2 separate regions of the Rattus norvegicus genome follow, and region 2 is linked to region 1. The links are chromatin contacts, called in public Hi-C maps. All regions are on one chromosome and are shown on one strand. Each heading gives the region's core, a stretch centred on a gene start, on an enhancer-like site or on the middle of the called end of the contact. The rest is flanking DNA. Distances are from core to core; before and after follow the strand shown. Region 1 overlaps Pdzph1 (PDZ and pleckstrin homology domains 1). Region 2 has its middle 49 kb from the start of Macir.

Region 1 (3,531 bases), core at 900-3,399:
TTTGTTCGTCCACCGCCTTCTGCTTTTTCTTTGCAACGTTCCTTTTACAAAATCAATGTTCAAGTCACAATTTATAAGAATTTTTTTCCCAAATGATATTCTTCCCAGTCTTCCCAGACTGACCAGTGCCTTTGTTCACCTTTAAAAGGGCTACTCTTTAGGGAGTTTTACACGCATTCAGTTATTCATCAATTACTTGTGGACAGCTTACGTTATGCCTGAGATACCACTGTCAACGCTTCTCTTTGGGAAAAAAAAAATGACACAGAGTAACTTTCGACACTGGCACAGTGAATTGAAGGGAGGGGCTTGAGGCTGGAAGTGTGTTTCCTCTTGTGTCTAACTAAGCAGCTGGTCTCTGTGATAACAATGTGTCCAAAGATCCTAGTGAAGGATGTAGTCGGAAGAAACTGGGGACCTGAAGTGAAACACTGAACCATTTGAACAAGTATTGAGAGTCCATCAAGTTGCTTCTTACAGATGGCACAAAGAATTTCCTTCTGAAATTCAGATACTGTGCCTCTTTTCCTCCCATGACAGAACTAAGCTCTTGAGACAACCCTGATGACATGCTGAAAGGAAGGAGGACATCACAAAACAAAACACAAAGGCGGCAACAACAGTAACAAAACAAAACAAAAAACTGGCCAGAAGAACACACTGTAGAACTGCGGCACTCAGATGCCTGAGAGAGCCTTCAAAGCAACCTGTTCCATCTCCTCTCAACTTTTTCAAAAGCATCAATGGAAAGCTACAGTTAGACTCACCCAGAAGCTCGTCATAGATCCCAGGCATCGGCATCTGAAAAGACAGCTGGAGCTCTATGGAATCCTGATATTTTTACCAGTCCTTTGCCTCTCAAAATACAAAACCAAACAAAACCAAGAAAACACAGCTATTCGTCCTCGTAATACCAGTTCTTCAGAAGAATGGGGAGAGAGATAAGTTCACAAAATTTTCACACACACACACACACACACACACACACACACACACACACACACACACTAGTGTTAAGAGAGCCTTGACTTTCTCATTATGAAGAAGAACTGGTAATGTTGGTGATTGTTGACTTGCTAATCTGCAAAGAGGCAGATGATTTCTTTCTGCACTTGAGCAAAGTTGGGGCATCAGGCAGGCTTTGGGGCCACAATATTATGTTTCCATATGGATGGTGGCATTTTGAGAACAGTGATGTACAGTTTCTAATTCTTGAAGTCTTGAGCCTTCACCTCATCCTGTCCTTGGGGCTCCGTGAGGAAGAAGCCCTGGTGGTACTGAGCCAGGGGGTAGGAAGGCTGCCCTGCCCACTCGTGTTGCAGAAGATATTTCAAGAACACCATCGGACTCTGTTCACATTTGTCTTAGAAGGCAGACTCTGAGCAAAATAAGCTAAAGTAAATTTGGGTTGGTGACCTACCTTTTTAATTAAGTATTAGGGTGTTCGCTAACCCTTCTATCTATCAACTCCAATAATCAAGGGCAAAGGTCAGGCTGTCTGCTGTCTGGTTGGTATATGGTCACCAGACAAACTTAATGATTTTTTTTCTTATTTCTTATATCCTCAAAAACAGGAAGGGAGAGGATCTGACTTCTTTATTTTTTTAATTGACTATTTTATTTATTTACATGTCAAATGTTGTCCCCCCTTCCTAGTCTTCCCTCCACAAACCCCCATCCAATCCCCCCTTCCTTTGCCTCTAAGACGGTGCTCCCCCACCCACTCCTGACTTCTTTCTTGTACTGAACTTTCTAGTAAGTTGTAACTGATGACAGTGCCTTTGGAAATCTTGATCCAGATGCCTGAAAACCATTTTCAAAGACTATTAAAGCACTACATAGTTGCTACTTCAACAGAAGGAGAGTCAGTCAACTAAATGCCTTTATTATCACAGGGCAGTCATAGGGAAAACACTCAAGGGCAGACTCCTGAGATAAATTACCCATGAGGTGTAACTGTCCTTTTTATTTTCCCTGTGGGATAGCTTTATCCTCATTGTTTACATGAAGAGTATCCACTTGCAGATCTGCCCTTTCGCCTCAGGACGAAGATAATGTTTCCATTTCAACTGAGTCATCCCCGTCCTAAATATTGCACAATGTCACGGCCTGACATCTCCAGTTTGTTTTGGCCAAACACAGCGACAGGGCAAGCCAGGCTGAGGCTCTGAAATCTCTGTGCGCACTCTGCCATTTTGTGTGCTGGTCGGATGAATGCCTAAGGTTGTGAAGAATTGCAGTACTGAGTGAGTTACAAAGGGTGAGACATCTTAAAATAAAAACCTTTGAGGTGGAGTGCCTGGTCAAGCGATAGGAAAAAAATATGCTCTGAAATCACACAGGGGACATCTGCAATTTGAAGCTTTTTTCTTTTCAAATTTGAAATAGAGGGAGCTCAAGGTCAGTTTAATATTAATTCTCCTCCAGTTCTTTCATCCAGATATCAGGTTGCATTTGAATCCCGCAACGAGTTATGAATTTAGGTCACTTTGGCCTTCAGAGGAGAGATTTCTTGATAAATATTCTGTATCCGTCTATTTGGTCTTCGATATCGCAGAAAGTAAAAATGGCCAAAACTTGCCTTTTTCGTGGAAGGGAAATTCATTTCTGCTGAGTTGAAATTGCTTCTGAATAACTCACGGGGGACAGTGAGCCCGTCACATCTGATACTATCAGCAGCTCTAAAGCGGTGTTGTTCTACAACGGGTGCTAGGGGAGCAGGGAAGCCGGAGTTGGTTGGTGTGAGAACTTCAATCCAGAATCTCACGTAGGTCACAGGAAGGCGATGTTTTTGAAAAGAGAACCCCAAGTTAAAAACTATGTAGAAGTAACCTTAAAAAAAAAAAAAACCTCACTGTAAAAAACATCTATAAACAAACAAACAAACATGTGAATATACAATTTTAGTCTGCTGAAACATGATCTTAGGTGATGGCCGAAGCACCGTGTTCAATCTCCTTCAGTTCGTTATTTTTTTTAAACGTTTTTATTGATAATCTTTTACTTGTGAAGGATGCAGCTGATCATTACCTTAGAAGTAAGGGTTAGTAAAAAGGCTGTCCTCTTACAGTAGGTGAAGATTGATCTTAGACCTCCAACATGGTAGGATTTGCAAGGGTATTGGAATAAGAGGTAAGGGAACTCTAAGTAGAACAGGGTGAGGAGAAGGCGGGCAGGTCTGTGCTGGTCCAACAAGGTGTCAGTGGGTTCAGTTGGTTACGTTATGACTGAGAACAGACCAGAGCCATGTCTGAGAAAGCTTAATTCGGACTTCAAAGCTCCACTGTACTTGAGCCCTGGCTCTGATTCCAGAAGGATAAAATGAAGCAATCCTTTAGCCTTACGGGGGTGATTCTGGACACTTAGATGTAGGGTAAGCTAGGGACCTTTTAATTAGGTCGGAGAGATAAGATAATTGAAGAAATGATCCAAAAGCGAAGTGGCTGAATTTCAATGGTGGCACTAAGAGCCCAGGAAGGAGACTGGTGTCAAAGCTTAGGCTAAATTGGTGTCTGTTCAGATAACTGGTTT
Region 2 (3,873 bases), core at 994-3,493, 170 kb after region 1:
TATTAATAAATTATATACATTCTGTCGTGTGGTGCATTCAGGGCTATTTGTGTGTACATTCACAGAGCATACGAGTGTACACCCATTTCACATATGACCTTTGGGAGGCCCACCCATGATCACCGGCTCATGCACCTTGAACAGAGTGAGGCAGGATTTGAAACATGCTAGAGACGGTTCTAATGTTTCCACTACATCAAGGTGACAAGGCACACTACCATGCTTCAGGGGCTCATAAGCATCGGAGAGTAACTTAGCTTTGACCTATGGATGGCATTCATTTGGTGGCACCTGTTAATTGTGATATCCATCGTTTGATACTAGAATTCAGTTCTACACATGCTTTTTTTTTTTATTAACTTGAGTATTTCTTATTTACATTTCGAGTGTTATTCCCTTTCCCGGTTTCCGGGCCAACAATCCCCCTAACTCCTCCCCCTCCCCTTCTATATGGGCTTCCCTTCCTCATCCTCCTCCCATTACCGCCCTCCCCCCAACAATCACGTTCACTGGGGGTTCAGTCTTAGCAGGACCAAGGGCTTCCCCTTCCACTGGTGCTCTTACTAGGATATTCATTGCTACCTATGAGGTCAGAGTCCAGGGTCAGTCCATGTATAGTTTTGGGTAGTGACTTAGTCCCTGGAAGCTCTGGTTGCTTGGCATTGTTGTACATATGGGGTCTCGAGCCCCTTCAAGCTCTTCCAGTTCTTTCTCTGATTCCTTCAACGGGGGTCCTATTCTCAGTTCAGTGGTTTGCTGCTGGCATTCGCCTCTATTTGCTGTATTCTGGCTGTGTCTCTCAGGAAGTTCTACACATTCTTTTGCCACAGAAATACAACTCTTTTCCAGCTAAGGCATGCCACTTTTCCAGACTACTCATCATTCAGAACAAAGGCAGTGCAGAAAATTCGACTGAAGCACCAAAAGCTGTCCTTAAAATACGTCCGTTAGCGCTCACAGGTGTCTCTGAGGGTAAGCGTACTTGTCACTCAAGCCTGACAACCTGGGTTTGATTCCTTGGAACCCATATTGAAGAGGAAACCGAGTTCTTAATGTTGTCCTCTGACCTCCACGTACACACCAGAGCACACTTGTACCCACATTCCCACACACAACCAAATGCAATCCCCTCCTGTCTCGTTCCAGACACAATCTCCCTCGTGGAGTTCAGACTTCTCAATCTGACACAAAGTCTCGATTTTTTTTTCTCTTCCTTCACATGTTGAGGAATATACATGGTACATACAGCAGGGGCAGCATACACAACAGCTAATCAACTAGGGACAGGCTCCCAGAGATGAACATCCTTTCCCCTGTAATGAAAAGAACAGTGCGGTATCTGTCTTTTGGAGCTTAGGGAAACTCACTTAGTAGGTGCCTGGTATGTTATTGTTGCAACCACTGGTCAATTCAGGACACACACCCCAGAAGCAGTGATTGTACCCTACCACACATTTCCTGCAATTCTCTTCCCATCCTCTCGTCATCTGCTTCATTCTACAACCCCATGGGGTTTTGTTTGTTCATCTGTTTGTTTGTGTAGGGCTTCTAACCACAAGGTAAGTCTCCCTTCAGAACTTGCTCACTAGGTCCACTGTGACTTGTATCATCGAATGTTTATTTTTGTCTTGCTGCAGGAAGTCAAGGGACGGGATGACATCCTGCAATGCGTATTTTCTCATATGGCATGACTCCTGACCTTGAACGTAACCCTTGATATTGATATATCCGTTCTTGTAGCCGTGTGATGAATAGTTACAGAATCTGGGTGCTCTGAATAATCTTCAAGTCTCTTACATGGGCTCCCATGTTAAGAATTTTATGGATCTGAGATGGTTCTAAAATGGCAGAATAAAGGGTTCTATTCTAGTCCCTTCTCCAAGATGGATAAGGGTAAACTGGGATTTCCTGAGACACTCAAGGGGGTGCTGCAGCTTTGGGACCTATACAAAACAAATGGGACAATTAGTGGAGCTGTGAGCTGACAGAGATACAGCAAACCAAGTGGAAGAAATGCTGGTGAGCATGTCTTTTAGTCAGAAATTCTTGATGTGCTCCCAAGAAACCATCCGATTTGGAATGGTTATTGATCCTAGAGTTTTAAAAAGGGTAACAGCTTGAGAAAGTCAGGAAATTCAGGAACCCACAGTAGATTGGTTAATAATTCCTTACCCTGTCACTGAACATAGCCCTGGGCTCACAGGCCACTGAGTAAATGAAGGTGCTGGCCTAGGACCAAGGCAGAGACCTGCACAGCTAAGCTGCGCTCACTGAGCTGTGACCGGCTGGCCCTGAGGCTGCACACCTGAGGAAAGAGCCCACTTAGCGGGCCACAAGCCTGAGCTGCTGTGACTTAGGACCCAAAGGCTATTCCAGGTTACCTCCTAGGGCCTACAGCAGCCTGCCAAAAGCTTCTCTAATCAAGGCTGCCTCCCGTCCCTAATTAGTATGTCTCTTGAAATTGCTTACTTGTAAACCAAGACTGGAAATAGCAAACGGATCAAAAATATTTCATGTGGGTAGCAGGCCTGGCCTGCGCTCCATGATATAAAATTTATATTTAGGATGGAAAGCTACTTTAAGCTTTTAACATACTAGTTCTTTAGTGAGCGCTTGAAGGTCGCTGTGAGCTTTCGATCTATTATTGAAGAATGGCAGACTCTCTCTTAGTGGGAAATCCTACTGCTCTACAAAAGACGTTAGATGGAGACTTGTCGTCGGTGGCTCCGGAGAGAAAAGTTTGCTCCCACTCCTCCTCCCACTTTTCAAGAAGCATCTTTTCAAGCTGTTTCTTTAAAAGCTTTAGAAAGTACAGAGACAGAAGAGGATGGCGGAGTCACCCTGTGCCACAGCAGCGGCATACAGTGAGACCTCTTCACTCCCCCAACAAGGATCTCATCTGCAAGACAAACTGATTCTCCGGTCTTGAACTCAGACCATTAGTCAAAGGCCACAAGTACAGGGTTGCGTCCTGCTCCTGTATAATGAACCCTCCCCTTTCTATATAAGCCATAAGGCTGCAGTAGTAGTCAGCTTGAGGGGAGCACCGCCCTGAGCGGGCAGAGGGGAGCACACTAAAGAAGGCCCTCCTTCCGAGTCTTCGCTGTTGCGGAACCAGGTCAGGTGGTAAGAGTAAAGCTGCCTCTCCCCCCCCCCCCCAGAAGCTGTAACAGCGAGTGACAATTAAACAGGTGGGAGTGCTGGCCAGAAAGGGGCCAGAGGGAACACTTGGTGCCATTCCTACTGCCTGCTCCCCTCCTGGAATTCTATCTATTCTCAAGGATCCGTTCTGTAACTATTCCTCCAGGAAGCCTTTCATAATCTCTCCCTTCCTTCTCTGTCCTCTATGTCCCTGCCTTTTCCAGAAGAACATACTCAAAACTGCACCTGACGTCCTCGGTAATCTGTGTTCAGTGTCCTGCTGGCTCTCCATGCTTGTCTCCCATACAAGATCCAGGCAACTTCAAGGAGGAGTGCAAACACCTTTTTCTGTGGTGGTCCCTGTACACCAGCAGACTAGGCCGAGTGCCTAGGGCATATCGGACAGCAGACTTCACACTCACTCCTCCATGTACCCACATGTCCTCCCGACCCTCCTTAATCTAGTTCACCCCTACTTATTAAGACAGGAACAGGGGCTGGGGATTTAGCTCAGTGGTAGAGCGCTTACCTAGGAATCGCAAGGCCCTGGGTTCGGTCCCCAGCTCCGAAAAAAAGAACCAAAAAAAAAAAAAAAAAAAAAAAAAGACAGGAACAGTAACCCCTACTCTTCATCCATGTAGCCATGGATGTGACCCTTACAGTTTTCTGTATTCCTGGGCTTCTGGCTTCTGTGCTTAGATAAGGGAGTGTCATCTGACTGGAACGTTTGCC

Evidence for each region. Hi-C and Micro-C count contacts between places; a contact is called where the count stands out from the background.
Region 2: a contact with region 1 is called in a Hi-C map of liver, with 8 times the contacts expected there. The contact joins two enhancer-like sites. A contact is called at or near these places in 2 of 12 Hi-C or Micro-C datasets (liver and psoas muscle).

The regions. Positions count from the first base shown.
Region 1 is chr9:106,087,394-106,090,924 of GRCr8, reverse strand. The region is part of intron 9 of Pdzph1 (PDZ and pleckstrin homology domains 1); the gene reads left to right. Among named protein-coding and RNA genes, the nearest start is that of Pdzph1, 88 kb to the left of the region's middle. Within about 2 kb of position 2,149, at least 8 of the 93 cell types and tissues checked have an H3K27ac peak or open chromatin away from gene starts, as enhancers often do. A contact at or near this core is called in liver, where this site is marked.
Region 2 is chr9:105,914,896-105,918,768 of GRCr8, reverse strand. No RefSeq gene overlaps it. Among named protein-coding and RNA genes, the nearest start is that of Macir, 49 kb to the right of the region's middle. Within about 2 kb of position 2,243, at least 5 of the 93 cell types and tissues checked have an H3K27ac peak or open chromatin away from gene starts, as enhancers often do. A contact at or near this core is called in liver, where this site is marked.